5 separate regions of the Sus scrofa genome follow, and all the other regions are linked to region 1. Evidence: chromatin contacts called from public HiChIP or PLAC-seq and promoter capture Hi-C data. All regions are on one chromosome and are shown on one strand. The core of a region is the stretch at or near the end of the contact, and the rest is flanking DNA. Distances in the headings are between cores, read along the strand shown. Region 1 holds the start of MAP3K11 (mitogen-activated protein kinase kinase kinase 11). Region 2 holds the start of SPDYC (speedy protein C). Region 3 holds the start of SF3B2 (splicing factor 3B subunit 2). Region 4 holds the start of BANF1 (barrier-to-autointegration factor). Region 5 holds the start of SART1 (U4/U6.U5 tri-snRNP-associated protein 1).

Region 1 (3,361 bases), core at 540-3,039:
GAGCAGAGAGAAAAGGATGAGGGAGCAAACAAGGCAAAAAGTGGGCTCAGGACGGGCTCCCAGGAGAAGAGAGGGGGAGGCCGAGGGCCAGAGCCACTCACCGAGACCTGGTTGAAGCCAAACACGGAATGCTGAGAGCTACAGCGTACAGGGGGTGTGGAACTCACTTTCCGAAATACTGTCATCTCCACTCCGGGGTCCCTAGCAGTGGAAAAGGAACATCAGCTTTGAGCTGCCCTTTTCTCTTCATACAGTTCGTCCTCCGCCATCCCCACTGCTTCTCCCTCCACAGGGATCCCCCTTACAAATCCAGGGCCAACACAAAGAACAACTGGCCGCTCGCTCATGAAGCCAAGGTTCCCTAAGCCCCTTCATTCTCCAATGCTCAGGCCCAGGCACCAAGACTCCGCCATTCCCAGCATAGGCCCTGCCCCCGCCTACCTGGGCAGACTGCTGTCCCCCTGGGCAGGCTCTTCCTCTGGGTCCCCCATGGTAGAGTTGCGCTTCTCCACAATCTCGCCCTGGTCGAACATAGCATGCAGCCGATAGTTCACAGTCTTGATGGTAGCGAAGATGACAGCCACCACAAGGCAGTACACACCAGCCACCATCAAGCTGGGGGGCAGGACCTGGGGGCGGCAGCAAGTCAGGTCCCTCTTCACACAGCCCTGTCCCTACCACCTACCACCACAGTCAGGACTAGGACACACAAATTCATTAAACTCCATCACGCCTGCCGGCTGCTAATACAAAGACCCTGCGAGGCAGCCCTATCTCCAGCATAACTGGAATGAGATTAAGTGAGATTCAAGGTCACCCAGGCCAGGGAAATTCTGGCCTCTCTTCCACACACTCCAGACTCCGCAGTGAATCCTCTTCCCACACCCCAGCGCCCCAGCCACAGCCCAGAATCCCTGCCAGGTTGCACCCCTTCGTGACATCTGCCCTCCCTTTCCCCGGCACGAGTTACAGGTGGCCGCAGCATCTCACCATATACAGCAAGAAAGGAAAGGTGAGCAGGAAGATCCAGACATAGAGATGGAAGCAGTTGGAGAAGGTGCTCTGGTGTGGGTCGAAGAACCAACCGCCGGTGAGCGAGGCCCACACCCCCTGGCGCAGGATCTGCAACACCTGCGACCCCATGGCCCCGCCGCTGCTGCGCGCGCCCCCCTCCCGGGACCCTCATGGGGGCGGCCCCCGGCCCATGCCCCGCCTGGCGCCCGAGGGCCCCGGGGCCCAACCTCGCGCTCACGCCATGGCCTCCCCCAGCGGGGGAGAGGGGTCGGTGGGGCGAGGGTGCGGGCAGGGGGCGGGGCCGGCCAGGGCAGTCAGTGGTGCGAGACCCAAGAGCCGGGGTGGAGCCGCATCAGGGGTGGGGTCCAGGCCCCCACCCCCGGCCCAGAACTGCTCCTAAGGGCCGGACCGGCGGGCAGGCGCAGGGCACGGGCCGGGCACCGGTCGGCGGCATCCAGAGGTGGGCGTGGGGTGGGTGCTCCGGGGGTGCAGACGACGGCTCCCACGGTTCCGGCCCGGGGAGAGCCCCGGGACCCTGAGGTCCACTTCCGGGGTCACAGGTCACTCGCTTTGGGCTCCGCGGTCGCCCCGCTTCTGCGGGAGCCGACCCAAGGGGGAGGCCGGAAGAAGGAGCCGCGAGCCGCCAACCTGCAGTGGCGCATGCGCCCGACGAGACCAGTTGGGACCCGGAAAAGGAAAACCTTTCGGCTCGAATGCGCAAGCGCAGGGAGGTGGTGGACCGATAAGAAGCGGGAGAGCCCGCTGGGCTTGCGCAGCTGAGGAAGGGACGATCCAAAAGGCACAAGTCCTTGAGCGCATGCGCACACCTAAGCGATGCCAACCTAGCCGCGATCACTGGGCGGAACGCGAGGGAAGAGTTACTAGAGGCGAGGAAAAGGATGGAGGCGTGGACACCCCTGGGGGCTAAAGCCACAGTTGTGCGCTACTGGAGCAAGCCCCTCTAGGTGCGCCCTTTTTAGCGCTGGACGTCAAACGTCACGAGCGGCCTCTACTTCCGGGTCAGAGCTCAAACTCAGAGTGTAGAGAGAACAGGCAGGACTAGTCGAAATAGGATAGTGTCGTTTTTCTTAAAGTGACAGGCTCAAGGCAAGGGGGTCCGTCGCGCGGTTGCGAGAGCGATTTAGCTATTCCAAGTGCCATCACTGGACAAATTTCAGGAGCACAGTCTCAGGTTTCCATCCCTTCTTGGGAAAGAGGCATGAATTGTTTCCCAGGTGAAGGGAAGCAGTAAATCTTAGACAACGCGTTCCAAGAGCTCCAAGTGCAGCCAGTTTCGTCCTCCATTCTTGCCTACCCCCACTGCCAGCTCTGCAAAGCGGAGCTCCTGGCCCCAGTTTCAGACATGAAGAGAATGAAGCGCAGAGAAAGGGTCACACGGCCCTGCAACTTCGGAGCCAAGACCACACTCGGGTTTGCCCCTCTTCCAAGCCAGGATCTTTCCCCCAGTTTTACAGATGCAGACGTAGAGGGCGGGGACGGTCCCTCCTTAGCAGAAACCAACCTCGACCTTAAACCTGTTGTCACGGGAGGTGGGGGCTACGGGCTACACTTCCTCTCCTTCTGCCTCTCATTGCCCGCCTACCCGGTAACTCCCAGACCAAATCGCCCTGCAGCCTCTGGGAGGGGAGCGGTGCTACCCGCCCGCGTCATCTGATGCTGTTTCCTGCAGGAGAGAGAACAGCGGAAAAAAGTGAAACTCCACCCTCCACCTCTGCCTCCCGCCCCCGGGGCCAAAGTACAAAGGGAGGAGGAAGAAGGGAACGGGGTTGGAGCCATCGGGTCGCGAGAGCTGAGCCAGGAAGAGGCAGCTCAACCTAGAGACACTCCAGCCACCCCCCTGCGCAGAGACCCAACGGGAGTCCAGGCACTGCCCCTCGCTGGCCCCACCTTTCACTTGGCGGGTGCTGGAGCTCGGCTCCCAGGACTGCTCTGGACTGAGGGACGCCCGGGCCCCTCTGTGCCGGCCATGGTGAGACATCGGAGGCCCTGGGGGTCCACCCCCCCAGCCTGACCACACTGCTTCCCTAGGTCGCCCTCCTCCGGAAGCCCGAGATGCGGTGGGCCGGGAGGCGACACTCCTGGCTCCCCAGAGAGGCGTGGGTCTGGGGCTGAGGGCCAGGGCTCGGATGCCCAGGTTCCGGGACTAGGGCCTCGGCCGTCAGCAAGGGTGGGGACCGGGGCACCCAGGGAAGGTCCCCCACACCCGCCAGTGCCAGCTCCCAGCTATGGAGCCCTTGAAGAACCTCTTCCTCAAGAGCCCCCTGGGGTCATGGAACAGCAGTGGCAATGGGGGCAGCGGGGGCAGTGGCAGCGGAGGTTGGCCAGA
Region 2 (3,361 bases), core at 316-2,815, 420 kb after region 1:
AGCTCAGGGAGAAGACTTTTAAGAGGGAGAGAGAGGTTGAGACAGGCAAAAACTGAACGTTGGCCCCTAGATGTAGTCACTAGAAAGTCACAGATGGCTATACGGGGTAGCCAAACTCAGTGGCAGGTTACAAGCTAAACTGGTCAGGCCAGTTCAGGTCAACAGGTGATAGTAGCAGCAGAATCCAACAGCTCTGGATTTTTTCTTTTTTTTTTTTTTTTAAGGCTGCTTCTTCAGCATATGGAGGTTCCCAGGCTAGGGGTCCAGTTGGCGCTGTAGCTGCCGGCCTGCGCCTGCGCCACAGCGGCGTCTGTGACCTACACCCCAGCTCACGGGCAACGCCAGATGATCTTTAACCCACTGATCGAGGTCAGGGATCCAACCTCCGTCCTCCTGGATACTAGTCAGATTCGTTTCCCCTGAGCCACTGCGGCAACTCCCAGTTAGGGAATTTAGAATCAGACAGACCCGTTGCCAATCCTGGTACTTCTTAAATGTCTGAACCTCCGTTGTCTCACGTATAAAATGAGGACAGCACCACCTAGTTCATAAACTTATGATTGATGATTAAATGAGACGACGGAGGAAAACTCCAGGCACAAAGTGGGCGGTGCATTAGCTCCATTCTGTCAACGAGCCGACTGGGTTGGCTGAAGAAGACACAGACTATGAGCACAGCCCAAGTCTGGGGAAGCTGTGGCTACCGGCCAGGATTGAAAGGATCGCAAAGCACGCCGCATGGAAGTCAATCCCTTTGCAAAGAACATTCCCATCCCAAGATTAGCCAGAATTAAAGATGTTTTCGCCTCGGTCCCAGGAACCTCTCCCTTTCGTGGTGCAGCAACTGTCTCCGTCTGGCAGACCCTGAACCCCTGCCCACCGACTGCGCCTTCGCTACTCTCTGTTCCCAGGAGTAAGATCTAACCCCAGGCAACGCTACCTTCCGCCCCTAGCAACCGCTCACCTGCTTTTCTCTTCCCATAGGTTAACCGATTTCCTTTCTTCTTCTTACTGGTCCGCGTAACTCCATTTCGACCAATCTATAGCAGCCACGGAGACCCAACTCACTCCCACACAACTGGGGGAGATCAAGGAGGATACAAGTCGTTTTTCCTGAACCCATTTCTCTTAGAAAGCATCTAATTTATCAATTTGTTGTGACTCCCCCTGGAATGAGTATCTAAGACATCTTATTTCTCTTAGGCCTGTATGTCTGTCCCTTGCATACTCCCCCCTCCAAATGGTACGGCCCGCACAACGCGCGGAGGAGTGGGGGGGCCGCCTTCCAGCCGCTTTGAGAGCCGGAGTCCGCCGCTAGGTTGAGTCCACTCAGCGGCCAAGACGATACCATCTGTGACTAATAGGGAGACTCTAATCCTCTCCAAGTTGCCTTAATTCCGCTCAGACCACCTCTCGCATCTTTCACTCGAACAGTGGGCACGAACGCCAGAAGGGTGGAGGGACTACTGCTCTTGGCACCAGGGAGAATGAGCAGGGCGCACAAGGGACCGGGGCACTTGGTACGGTCCACGCCCCGCCCCGCCCCGCCCCGCCGGAAGTGAGGTGTCTCACCCCCGAAGTTCCGGCTCGCAGGGGGTGGGGAGTGTTGTTAACCGGAGCCGCCTCCGCAGTCGCGGGGACTGAGCGGGCTCGCGGCGCTGGGCTCCTGGTGAGTGGGCGGGGGTCGGACCCGGGTTGTGGTTGGAGTAGGGGCCTGGACCTTTCCCCTTGAGGTCCCCGGGGTCGGCGCGCCCCCTCAGCCCCGCCGCCAGCTTTCGGCCTGTCAGCTGGAGATAGTTGCCCGCGCGGCCGCGCTCGCAGAGGCTGGGCCCCGCCTGCGACACTCGCAGCTCCTGGCGCTTACAGGTGCGCGGCCGCGGGGTCGACCCGGGTCCCTCTCCGTCCCGCCCCTGCATCCTGGCGGTCGGCCGTTTCTCCGGTGCCCCGAGTTGACACTTCCCCAGGGGGTTGGGGGGCGCCAGGGTTCCAGGCTGACGTACCCCGCCCGCTCCCGCCGGGCGCGCGTTGGAGCTGCCCACCCTGGCAGAGCTGTCACCGACGCTGTCGCCTACCCGGCGGCGCCCCCCAGCGCCTTGGCCTCTCCCGGTCCAGGCCGCCCATTCCCGCTTCTGGAGATTTCTGCGTTTGCATCCCACCCCATCACCGTCACTTTAGGGTCAGTGGGAGCAGTTCCCTCCTCCGACGCTGCTGCCTTTCCTCATTCTTCCCTAGAGGCGGCGGTTTGGCAGGCAGCGTGGAAAGAGTCCTAGCTTTGAAACAAGACTGACCCGGGCTCCAGGCCTTGCGTCAGTGTGGTCGCTTAACCCCTTTGAGGCTCAGTCTTGCCACTTGTGGAATGGGGGAGCATGGGCTCTTCTCGATGCGATGATGGGGGAATGAGGCTTTTCTTTCCCCGGTGTGTTAACACTGCGTCTCAGGAGCTGGGCTAGGTTTGCACGGGGTGGCATCACACAGCTGTGACCTTACCTTTCCTCTCCCACGCAGGTCCCCAGGCCAGGGCAATGTTCCGCACCGCCGTGATGATGGCGGCCAGCCTGGCGCTGACCGGGGCCGTGGTGGCTCACGCCTACTACCTCAAGCACCAGTTCTACCCCACTGTGGTGTACTTGACCAAGTCCAGCCCCAGCATGGCCGTGAGTTCAGGGCTCAAGGAGGGAGGAACTCTCTGGGAGGGAAGGAGGAGTCATCTTGAGCCAGGGGTGGGGCTCGAGCTCAGGTAAGTAGGAGAAAAATCGAGGGAGCCCACAGGCAGGGGGAGCTTTGAATAAATTAGTGATGGGGGGTGTGGAGAGGTTCCTGAATGGTGAGCCCCAAGCAGCGCGGAGCAGAAAGCCGGCTCAAACCATAGCCTCTCCTCCTCACTCCTAGGTCCTGTACATCCAGGCCTTCGTCCTTGTCTTCCTCTTGGGCAAGGTGATGGGCAAGGTGTTCTTTGGACAGCTGAGGGCAGCAGAGATGGAGGTAAGGTGTTCCTGGCCCCAAGGTGAGGGGCAGAGAGCTGGGCAGGCAGAATGTCTGAGCTCCACATCACTCGTTGCCAACCCCTAGCACCTTCTGGAACGTTCCTGGTATGCCGTCACTGAGACGTGTCTGGCCTTCACTGTCTTTCGGGATGACTTCAGCCCCCGCTTTGTTGCCCTCTTCACTCTCCTCCTCTTCCTCAAGTGTTTTCACTGGCTGGCTGAGGACCGTGTGGACTTTGTGAGTCGGGTCGGGGGAGATTTTCTGGAGCGGCTGGGGGGCAGGCTTGTGGAGTGGGCGCTGGGTTGGGGATGCAGGATGAGCTCCAGCCTCCCTGACAGGCCCCTTTCTCTGCTCTGCTTCAGATGGAGCGCAGCCC
Region 3 (3,361 bases), core at 498-2,997, 340 kb before region 1:
AACAGGATAGGGCCTCTGGGAGGAGGGTGGTCCGTCGCAGTACCGGGAACGCTGGGGGCCGGAGCCGGGGTGGGACTGTGGGGACCGCTGGTCCGGAGCGGAGGATGTGCTTTCTGCGTCTCGCTGACCGCTGCGCAGACCTCCCCGCCTCCGGCCCGACTCCAGCTCAGGCGGGAGAGGCCCAGGCGCAGACGTTCCCGAGGACTCATTCCCCGGGCGGCCGCGCGCTGTGGGCGCCGGGCGGGAGGTTGCAGCCGATGCCTGGGATAAAACAGTGTCTGATTGTCTGCCCGCCCACTCCCGGCCCAGGCTTGGATGAATGGCCTGAAAGGGAATCGGAGCCGGAATGGAGCGGGCCCTCCGGGCTGAGCTCCAACTGCCGACCTGGGGGAAGGGCCACACTAAAGACCCTTTTTCCACCTTCCCGGCTAGCTCAAATGTCATCTCCTAGCTCAAATGTCATCTCCGCTGAGCCATCTCCTGCCGCCTTCCTTTCCTGCTCTGGAGCTTCCATAACACGTCCAAACCTCCGTCATTTGTTTTAAAGTCTTTCTTGCCCCTTATCCACACTTCCAACCCCAAAGAAATGAGTCTTGGAGTTCCCATTACGCCTCAGCAGGTTACGAACCTGACTAGGATCCCTGAGGATGCGGGTTCGATCCAGGCCTCGCTCAGTGGGTTAAGGATCCAGCGTTGCCATGAGCTGTGGCAGCTCAGATCTGGTGTGGCTGTGGCACAGGCCAGCAGCTGCAGCTTCGATCTGACCCCTAGCATGGGAATTTTCATATGCTGCAGGTTCAGCCCTAAAAAGTAAAAAAAAAAAAAAAAAAAAAAAAAAGGCATGAATCCTTTTTACTGTCTCACAGTACCTGGCGTTAAAGAGGCGCTTAATTGGAGTTCCCTTCATGGCACAGTGGTTGACGAATCCAACCAGGAACCATGAGGTTGCGGGTTTGATCCCTGGCCTTGCTCAGTGGGTTAAGGAGCTGTGGCATAGGTCGCAGACGTGGCTCAGATCCTATGTTGCTGTGGCTCTGGCGTAGGCCAGTGGCTACAGCTCCAATTAGACTGGGAACTTCCATATGCTGCGGGTGTGGCCCTAGAAAAGACCGGAAAAAAAAAAAAAAAAGAATCGTCTTTATGGCGACAGGATAAACTCAGGCCCTTTTCTTTCCTCATCCCTAGCAGCCTACTGGCGCAGCTGACCCTGCCTGGTGCTCCCCTGCCCCACCAGTGGCCTGTGCCCCTTATGTGTCCGCCTTCACGTCTCCCTGTCCTAACTACTTCCTGCCTTTGCCACTAGCAGTGAGGTCCCTCTCCCATTCTAGCTCTGCTCTCTGACAGCCAGGCTTACCTCGCGCGCGCGCACGCGCGTGTGTGTAGGTCTCATTATCCCCATACCCCTACACTCCTCAGATCTCTCTACCATGCCCTATTTCACCAACCATCCCCAAGAGGAATACCTGGGAGCAGGGAAAAAAGAATGAGACGTCAGGTCCAGGGAAGGTGAGATTTAGGAGAGACAAAGTAAAGGACTGGGCCACGAAGCTTGCTTACATCCTAACCCTGGCTAGGAAATTCTCTTTGCTCCTGCCCGAACCTGGACTCTTCCCTTTTTCATCACTACCACCACCCCAGTCTCCTGACACTCCCAGAAAAGACAAACCCAAAAAGGAAAGAACAGTAGTGCCTTCCTCTCCAGCCTGTCTGCCCAGACAGAACCATTCCTGACCCAAAGGAAGTGTCCTCCTGGTCCCTTTTACTGGAAAGCCACGGCAGGTCATCTGAAGCCAGGGGCCTCCACGGCACAGGTTATGTGCTAAGGAAGAGGCTGGGGGTCTCAGAGGCAGGATGAACTAAGGGCTAATGGCTGAGGATGCAAAGTAACCAGGGCCAGAAAGGGACAGGCCAAGTGGGGCCTCATTTTACCATAAGAGCCCTAGGACCCAGACAGGATAGGACCCCCCCACACCCCCAGTTGTGCAGAAGGGAAGACTGAGGGACAGAGAGAAACTGACATGCCCGAGGGGCTAGACTGGGACCACGAGCAGTTCTCTGGACTCTGAGGGTCCCCAACCCTTCTCTGCCTTAACAAAAACACTCTCATGATACCCACCTGTGTGGGTCTGGAATGGAATCCACCCAAAGCTGGCAAGCTCCAGGATGCTTGCCATACCAGGCCAAGAAGGCGGGATAAAGCAGGGGTTCATGAGAACCACATAAGTAAATGTGCAGCTCTCGGGGCCTGGTATGACTTTGGGAGGTGCGGCTGCTTGGCTTCCAGGTGGTTGGAGCTAAGTGCTAAGAAGGCAATAGAGGAGTTCCCGTCGTGGCACAGTGGTTAACGAATCCGACTAGGAACCATAAGGTTGCGGGTTCGGTCCCTGCCCTTGCTCAGTGGGTTAACGATCCTGCGTTGCCGTGAGCTGTGGTGTAGGCTGCAGACGCGGCTCGGATCCTGCGTTGCTGTGGCTCTGGCGTAGGATGGCAGCTACAGCTCCGATTGGACCCCTAGCCTGGGAACCTCCATATGCCGCGGGAGCGGCCCAAGAAATAGCAAAAAGAAAGAAGAAAAAAAAAGAAGGCAGTAGAACATTCAAGACCCCTCTCACACAAGGTTCAAGCAGCGCCTTCACATTTATCACCTCTGCAGTCTCTGAACAGCTCCAAGAACAGCTCCCCACTGTAGAGCTGGAAGCAACCAGGCCCACGGAGTTGCTTCTTGACTCTGGAACTTAAGTTCAACCAGGGTAGAACCTGAGTTCTCTGACTCCTAGCACAAATGCCCAGGCAAGGGTCCCAGGCCCACTAAAGCTCTGGTCAAGAGTGAATACATTCTTGGAGTTCCCGTCGTGGCTCAGTGGTCGACGAATCCGACTAGGAACCATGAGATTATGGGTTTGATCCCTGGCCTCGCTCAGTGCGTTAAGGATTCGGCATTGCCGTGAGCTGTGGTGTAAGTCGAAGACGCGGCTCGGATCTCACACTGCTGTAGCTCTGGCGTAGGCCAGTGGCTACAGCTCCAATTTGACCCCAAGCCTGGGAACCTCCATATGCCGTGGGATCAGCCCAAGAAATGGCAAAAAGACAAAAAAAAAAAAAAAAAAGACTGAATGCATCCCGTCATGGCTCAGTGGTTAACAAACCCAACTAGTATCCATGAGGACTTGGGTTCAATCCCTAGCCTTGCTCAGTGGGTTAAGGATACGGCGTTGCTGTGAACTGTGGTACAGGTCACAGACAGTGATTCGAATTCCACGTTGCTGTGGCTCTGGCGAAGCCCAGCAGCTACAGCTCTGATTTGACCCGTAGCCTGGGAACCTCCATATGCTGCGGGTGCGGCCCTAAAAAAGATAAAACA
Region 4 (3,361 bases), core at 346-2,845, 300 kb before region 1:
AATCTTTTCCTTTGTAGAGGATGGGGGAGGAGTCCTGGCTTGGCTGCAAACTCTGGAGACTCAATGCTGGGGCTTGGGGTCGGGGGCTCCCCGGAGGGCATCACAAGAAGGCATCACACCACTCCCGGAGGCACCCGAAGCAGTCCCGCGACTGCTTGGCATTGGCGCCACACGTGTCCTTCAGCCATTCCCGGAAGAGGTCTTCATCTTTCTTGAGCACCAGAAACTGGCCAAGGACCACATAGGCCTGCAAGACAGGCAGAGGGAAGGGCATGCTGCTAGGTGCTCTGCGGACCAGGAACGAGGCCCTCAGCCTAGGAAGCAGGGCCGGCTCTGGCTAGCCCTGCAGAATACATGCCACTGCCCACCCCCAACGGGTCCACTCACTCTCCTCCCGCCCCAACTGCCAGGAAAGAGCCCAGCAGGCCATCCTCAGCCCTCCCCAGCTGCACGCAGCCACCCCACACCTTGTCAAAGCCCCTTTCCTCCAGCTTCTTGCCCAGTACGTCACCAATCCCGGCCAGGCTTCCCACTGGCTTTTCCCCCATGGGCTCTGCCACGAAATCTCGGTGCTTTTGGGAAGTTGTCATCTTGATCAAGCTTAACCTGAGAATCCCAAGAAAAGGCAGGTTAGGGCTGAAAACCCGGGAACTCCTGAGGGCCCACTACCAATCTCACAGTTAAGAGGACGCTCGACCAGTCATCGCAGAAGCTTACTCGCTTCTCCCCCCACTTCACGGACGAAAAAAGCGAAGCCTAAGGAGTCTTTTCCTCACTATTCAAAAGAGAAATCTCTTCCACTCCTTGCAGGAGCTGGTTTCGGTACCACCCCAGAGGCAACACTATCTTGCTCTAACAGGTGGCGCACGCAGAGCAGAGTCAAGATTCCAAGAGTCTGTCAGGACCCAGGGCTCGCCCTGAAATTGTCACTCCTCGGTGACCTTGGCTGGGCCCAAGTGGCACTGACCCTGCCTGCAACGGCTACCTGGCCCGTAAAGCAAATGAAGGACTCTGTCCCACCCGGCCCGCCAGCTAATCACAAAGCAGAAGCGAAGCGGCTTCTCCAGCCCGGCGGGCTGCACGCCAGGGCTCCCGCCGCGCCCCACGCCGCCGGCCCCGCCCCCAGCGCGCCGCGCCCCGCCCCCTCCCCGCGCCTCTGCGCTCGCGCGCCGCGCCCCGGCCGATCCCTCTCCGAGGGCGCATCCTCTGGCCCGCCGCAGTGCTTGAGGCGCCTTTCCCCTTCTCTTCCCCGCGCCTCCGCCAGTCTCCAGCTTGGGCCCTGCACCGCGGCTCGCACTCACCCGCAGCTCCGGTTCCCGTAACGGCCTCTCCCGCCACCCGGCCGCTCCTGCGGATGCCTCGACCCGCTAGAACTTTCGCCCCACTTCCGCTTCCGGGTCGCCTCAAGAGCCGCCTTAAAAAAAAACCCAAAATTACATTGGGCACCTCTAGCCGCGTGAAGTCATAGAGTTGAGATTGGGCCGGGGTTGAGGGGGCGGCGCGCCAGCGTGCGTTTAGGAGGCGCTCCTTTCCGGTTGCTTTGCGGGAAGCCGGGCAGCTTTCTGTGGTCTCACTGCTCGGGAAATATTTCCGGTCTGAGGGAGCAGAGGCCTGGGAGGAGAAAACTTTATTTCTCGGCGGCGCGACATTTGGAACTTAAGGATTAAACGTGGCCTACTTGGTGGTGGGAAGAATTAGAGGAGCGGACAAGGAGGGAGGTGTGGCTGGGAGGCTTCCGAGAGAGCGCCGGAAGTAAGGGGTTTCCTCGGGCCGGCGCGTGCTGTCTTCCTCGCCGTCCGGCTTGTAAGAGACTTGAGTCCAAGGGGTCTTCACCGGCGCGACCGCCGGCAAGTCCATTTTCTGTGCGCTCGTTGACTCAGCTACAAAGCGAGTCGTTGACGAGACGTGTTCAGCGTCCAGCCTGGAGAACGGGGTCGTTCCGCTTCAGGCATCGCCCGTGGGATCCGAGGGCCAGAGAGTAAGTTTGGGTTTCTCTCACTGAGCGTCTTTCCTTCGGGGTAGGAAGGGAGGAGGGCAGGCAGGGGACGGCAACTAGAGATGACACTTCGGCGTTTCCTTTGGAAACCGGCCGTCTTCTGTGTGCGCATCAGTCCTCGTCTTCTCAGTACCCAAATCATAAACAGCAGATGCCAAAGACCATGTCGGCCGGCCCTGACCTTAGTTAACTTGTTCCTAACTTGAATTCTTCTCCCTGGTCCATGTCTGTGGTATGTTGAGAGATTGAGCATCTGTTTGTGTGGCTGTGCTACGCTTGGGATGTACAGGCATACCGAAGAAGAGTTTATGTGATTCTTTCTCCCCCTGGTTGCCAGAATGACTTGTTTTCCTGAAACCCGTGTTTAGTTTTTACCGTTGTATTTTTAAATTTGTTTATTTGTTTTGGCCGTGCCTGCAGCACATGGAAGTTCCCGGCTCAGAGATTGATTCTGTGCCACAGCAGCAACCTGAGCCCCTGCAGTGAGAATGCCAGATCCTTAACCTGCTATGCCACAGGAGAACTCTTGTCACACGAGTTGTTTTTACGTGCTTTACAGTGCTAAGTGCTTTGCTTATGCTCATTCTTAGAGCAGTGCTCTAAGTTAGCTATTGTTTTTCTCTGAAGTCTAGAGAAATTGAACAGTCATGAAATACCCAAGGTGGGATTTGAATGCAAGTAGTTCTCCTTAACCTGACACTGTGTCCTCCCCAGTAAAAGGTCCCTCCCCATCTTTAGAATAGTCCTTCTGAGACTGCCATCCAAGAAACTCAGGGAGAGGAGCTGACAGTCTCTGCATCCCTCACCCCCACCCTGGGACAGGACCCAACAACATGTCTCAGGCCACCAAGAGGAAGCACGTGGTGAAGGAGGTGCTGGGGGAGCACATGGTGCCCTCCGACCGGCAGCAGATCGTCAGGGTGAGTGGCACTGGGGTGGGGACAGGGTGACTGTAGCTCAGCAAGGGTTGCAGCTGGCTGATAATGCTGACTGGTACTTGGTCTCTTCTGGACCAGGTGCTCAGGACCCCAGGGAACAATCTGCATGAGGTGGAGACAGCCCAGGGGCAGCACTTCCTGGTGAGCATGCCCTCCAAATACCGCAAGAACATCTGGATCAAGAGAGGTGAGAGAGGCAGCCCTTTAGGAGACCAATTCTGATAGCCTTGGCTTCCCTCTCTGCCAGCAGGGCTGACTTCCCTTTTCCTTTTCTCTGTCTGTAGGGGACTTTCTCATTGTTGACCCTATTGAAGAGGGAGAGAAAGTGAAGGCCGAGATCTCCTTTGTGCTCTGCAGAAATCATGTGCGCGCTCTACAGAAGGAAGGGCTCTGGTAGGGTGAGCCCCTTGGTCACTGGCTGCATGGC
Region 5 (3,361 bases), core at 257-2,756, 270 kb before region 1:
GAACCCTTATGACTCTCAAACTGCTCTGTCCTGCCCAAGCCCTGAGTTTCCCCATGTGCCTCATGCAACACTCCTCAAAACTGAATTCACTGTCTCTCTCCAAAAAATCTGCTTCTCTTCCAAACTCAACTTCCGTCGACAACACTACCACCCACCTGGTCACACCAGCCAAAATCCAAGGACCATCCTCAATTCCTTCTTCTCCTTCCCACTGTCATCCAAGTGCTTAAGCTCTGTCACCTCCTCCTCCAAAACACCTCTCCAATGGGTCAACGACTCTCCATCCCGCTGCTGCTGCCCTGGTGCCAGCCATGGCCAGTCCTTACCTCCTCTATGGGTCTTGACTGCTCTTTACCCAGTTCTCAACACAGTGTTCTCTGTGATAACGTGAATACGACTAACTCGCTCCCCAGCTCGAATTCATGGCTCCCTATTACTTTTGAAACAAAGTTCAAAATTTTTTGTTTTTTGTTTTCTCAGGGCCACACCCTGGCATATGGAGGTTCCCAGGCTAAGGGTCGAATTGGAGCTACAGCTGCCGGCCTACACCACCGCCACAGCCACGCCAGATCCGAGTTGCACCTGTGACCTACACCACAGCTCAAGACAGTGCAGGATCCTTAACCCACTGAGCCAGGCCAGGGGTCGAACCCACAACCTCATGGTTCCTAGTCGGATTCGTTTCCGCTGCGCCAGGACGGGAACGCCAACAAAATTCAATTATCTTAACAGGCTTGCAGGAGCCTCTGTGTTCGGACCCCTGCCTCATGTCTCTGCTATGAGCTCTACATAACCTGCCCAATACCAGGTGTCCTCCTGCCTCTACACACGATGGTACCACTCCATGCGTTCACTCGACACATTTAGCGAGTGCCTGTGATGTGTCAGTTAAGGAAAACAGAGAAAATCTCCACCTTCACGGAGTTTAGCAGAGAAAGCCAACCCTTAATCCCAAATAATCAAAACAAGACCCTTCCAAATGCGCTGACGACGGGCCTGGGGATGGCTGGGCCTGTGGGCTTGGCTTCCATCCCCGAGGCCCTCCACCCTGAGACCCTCCCCATCGCCCCGCCCCCTGCCCAGGCCCCGCCCCTCACCGGCCTCGTAGCCTTCATCTCGCTTCTCCCGCTTCACGCGGCGCTCGGAGGGCTCTGTCTGGCTACGCTCCCGCCCGTGCGTGCTGCTGCGGGCCTCCGCTTCGGCCCCGCGCCGCCCGCTCCCGCGCTCGCTCCCACGCTCCCGGCTCCGCTTTCGTCGTTCGCCACCGCTGCTGCCGCCGCCGCTGCTCCGGTGCTTGTGTTTTTTGTGCTCCCGGTGCCGAGGCGGCTGCTCGGTGGCGCTCCCGGTGCTCGCTCCTGCCGTAGTCCCGGCCGCCTCCTTCTCCCCGCGGTGCTTCTTTGACGACCCCATGGTGGTAGGTCCACCCGAGCCCCGCCGCCGCCGCCGCCGCCGCCACCGCCGCCGCCGAGCCCCGACGGCGCAAAATGGGAACACTTCCGGGTCGGGCCCGGCTGCGCCGTCGCGTTGCCGGAAACCAAGAGCGGCTGCTTCCGTCCTTTGCCTCGGAGCTGCCCCAAAGGCTCATGGGAAGGCTGGGATCGGGCCCGACTGCGCATTCGCGGCCGGCACTGGCCGAGCGGCGGTCTTTGACATAGTGGTCGGATTGCGCGTGCGCTCAAGCTTGAGGGGCGCGTTCGAGTCCGGGGAAGACCGTATCCCAGAATTTGAAGGACCTAGGGCCCATCTAAGCCAGCATGGCCTCCCTGGCTTCCCTCCGCTTGCACACCCTCAGCCACGGGATGCTCACTGCAGCGCCCGCCGCTCCAGCAGAAGTCCTCCTAGTAGACTCCCTGGGGTCGTGGCCGATCAGGTGTAGGAGGACGGAGCACGTTCTGCTCCTGAGACCCTCAGCTCCACAACCCAGCCTCCTCCCAGCCCCCACAACTAATATTGTCTGCAAACGCTGCCTTCCCACGGTCCCTGAATTGGGTTTTTTTAACGTGCGCTTTGACTGCTACGGAGCTCGAGATGGGCCTTTGCATGCCTGTGAACCCCTGAAATCGAACGCAAAATTTAGCACATCGGGGTGTGTGTGTGTGTGTGTGTGTGTGTGTGTGTGTGTGTGTGTGTGTGTGAGAGAGAGAGAGAGAGAGCGCGCTCGCGGGAGCTGCTGCTGCTTTTTTTTTTTCCCTCTTGAGAGGAGCTCTAACTTGAAGTTGCTTGAAGCTAAAATCTCAGTTTACACAGGAATTCTCCTATGGCGCAGCGAGTTAAAGATCTAAAGATCCGGGACTGTCACTGGAGCGACTTGGGTCACTCCTGTGGCTTGGGTTCAATTCCTGACCCAGGAACTCTCGCATGCCACAGGCACAGCCAAATAAACAACAACAACAAAAACTCTGTTCACACAATCTCTCCATCCCTCCTGACACCCCTCACCTCCCAGTTGCCCCATCTGGAGGCCCATCTGTCTGTGATTATGCTCCCCTTTAAAGTTCCGCTTTCCTCCCCCCCAGAACTGGGAGTTCCCAAAGGCAGAAGCCATTCTGTCCTATTCACTCTTGACTTTCTAGGACCCAGCATTTCTAGGGCAAGTTGCCGCTGTTGCTCTTGGAGATGCCATGCTCACACCTCAGGAGCAGAGGCAGAGCTGTGCACAGGGAGGGGGCAGCCAGAACAGCCAGAGTTCCTCTGGGATGTGGGGAAAGCCTGCTGCAAACCCACCTGCCACCGCCAGCTCCCAACACGCAGCCCCTTCCCACCACCAGAAATCTCACACTATTTTCCACAAAGCATTTAATTTTATTTTTAATTTTAATCTTAGACACCAGACTCCTGGTCTGAGCTTGAGTTAGAGTGCTTATCAGGCTGGCTGCCGGTGGATCCTGTCTTCGTGGGGCTCTGAGAAGAGTCCTGCATTCTTGCCCCCACTGACCTGTGGCTCCTTAAAGACAAAAGACACCAAGAGGCCACTGGGCTCTACAGCTCTCTGTCCCTGTGCCCAAGAAGACATGGGCTGTTGGATGGGTGAGGCCATCATCACTGATGTCGGGGCTCCTGTACTGTGTGACCCTGAGAAGTGATTACCCCTCCTCAAGCCTCAAAACCCCTGCTGTGCACCTAGTTGTTGGAAAGCATACGCGTATGTGGAGTGACTGGCCAGGCCCCAGCCCAGGGTGGGAACTTGGTGTGCGGTGCATTCCTGTGTCCTTGGGCATGGCCCTACCCCTCGGGTTCTTAGTTTCCGCACCGGAAGTAGGGAAAATAACCCTGGCCCTGCCTTCCTCCGCTCAAGCTGGACTCGTCCTCCAGGTCAGGGAGTGGATGGGGCAGGTCTGAAGCCCAGATTCTGGGTGGATCC

The links. Promoter capture Hi-C pulls out the DNA fragments that hold promoters and counts their contacts. HiChIP or PLAC-seq counts read pairs in DNA pulled down with a chosen protein or histone mark.
Region 2: an H3K27ac HiChIP or PLAC-seq map of alveolar macrophages shows a contact between it and region 1. The contact joins the promoter of SPDYC here to the promoter of MAP3K11 in region 1. A contact is called at or near these places in 1 of 5 promoter capture datasets (liver), 2 of 47 Hi-C or Micro-C datasets (liver and skeletal muscle) and 1 of 2 datasets of contacts at active chromatin or transcription factors (alveolar macrophages).
Region 3: a contact with region 1 is called in a promoter capture Hi-C map of liver, with 3 times the contacts expected there. The contact joins the promoter of SF3B2 here to the promoter of MAP3K11 in region 1. A contact is called at or near these places in 3 of 5 promoter capture datasets (fetal liver, fetal skeletal muscle and liver), 1 of 47 Hi-C or Micro-C datasets (liver) and 2 of 2 datasets of contacts at active chromatin or transcription factors (alveolar macrophages and skeletal muscle).
Region 4: a contact with region 1 is called in an H3K27ac HiChIP or PLAC-seq map of alveolar macrophages. The contact joins the promoter of BANF1 here to the promoter of MAP3K11 in region 1. A contact is called at or near these places in 2 of 5 promoter capture datasets (fetal liver and liver), 1 of 47 Hi-C or Micro-C datasets (heart right ventricle) and 2 of 2 datasets of contacts at active chromatin or transcription factors (alveolar macrophages and skeletal muscle).
Region 5: a contact with region 1 is called in an H3K27ac HiChIP or PLAC-seq map of alveolar macrophages. The contact joins the promoter of SART1 here to the promoter of MAP3K11 in region 1. A contact is called at or near these places in 1 of 5 promoter capture datasets (liver), 1 of 47 Hi-C or Micro-C datasets (embryonic fibroblasts) and 1 of 2 datasets of contacts at active chromatin or transcription factors (alveolar macrophages).

What each region holds. Positions count from the first base shown.
Region 1 is chr2:6,638,272-6,641,632 of Sscrofa11.1, forward strand. MAP3K11 (mitogen-activated protein kinase kinase kinase 11) reads left to right here and starts at 1,790. Exons shown (of 11, transcript XM_021082851.1): 1 at 1,790-1,979; 2 at 2,705-3,361. The coding sequence starts at 3,261. PCNX3 (pecanex-like protein 3) reads right to left here and starts at 1,662. Exons shown (of 34, transcript XM_021082830.1): 1 at 991-1,662; 2 at 442-629; 3 at 102-201. The coding sequence starts at 1,143.
Region 2 is chr2:7,057,890-7,061,250 of Sscrofa11.1, forward strand. It overlaps SPDYC (speedy protein C), which reads right to left and starts at 1,566. Exons shown (of 8, transcript XM_021082865.1): 1 at 965-1,566. SYVN1 (E3 ubiquitin-protein ligase synoviolin) reads left to right here and starts at 1,555. Exons shown (of 16, transcript XM_003122541.4): 1 at 1,555-1,669; 2 at 2,506-2,654; 3 at 2,890-2,982; 4 at 3,070-3,222; 5 at 3,348-3,361. The coding sequence starts at 2,523.
Region 3 is chr2:6,293,803-6,297,163 of Sscrofa11.1, forward strand. SF3B2 (splicing factor 3B subunit 2) reads right to left here and starts at 1,748. Exons shown (of 22, transcript XM_003122505.4): 1 at 1-1,748.
Region 4 is chr2:6,333,731-6,337,091 of Sscrofa11.1, forward strand. BANF1 (barrier-to-autointegration factor) reads right to left here and starts at 1,596. Exons shown (of 3, transcript XM_005660673.3): 1 at 1,302-1,596; 2 at 468-606; 3 at 1-247. The coding sequence starts at 590. The coding sequence ends at 101. It overlaps EIF1AD (probable RNA-binding protein EIF1AD), which reads left to right and starts at 1,152. Exons shown (of 6, transcript XM_003353773.4): 1 at 1,152-1,978; 2 at 2,735-2,916; 3 at 3,013-3,121; 4 at 3,219-3,327. The coding sequence starts at 2,830.
Region 5 is chr2:6,371,836-6,375,196 of Sscrofa11.1, forward strand. It overlaps SART1 (U4/U6.U5 tri-snRNP-associated protein 1), which reads right to left and starts at 1,507. Exons shown (of 20, transcript XM_003122517.6): 1 at 1,098-1,507. The coding sequence starts at 1,410. It overlaps TSGA10IP (testis-specific protein 10-interacting protein), which reads right to left. Exons shown (of 9, transcript XM_021083386.1): 9 at 2,782-2,944. The coding sequence ends at 2,821.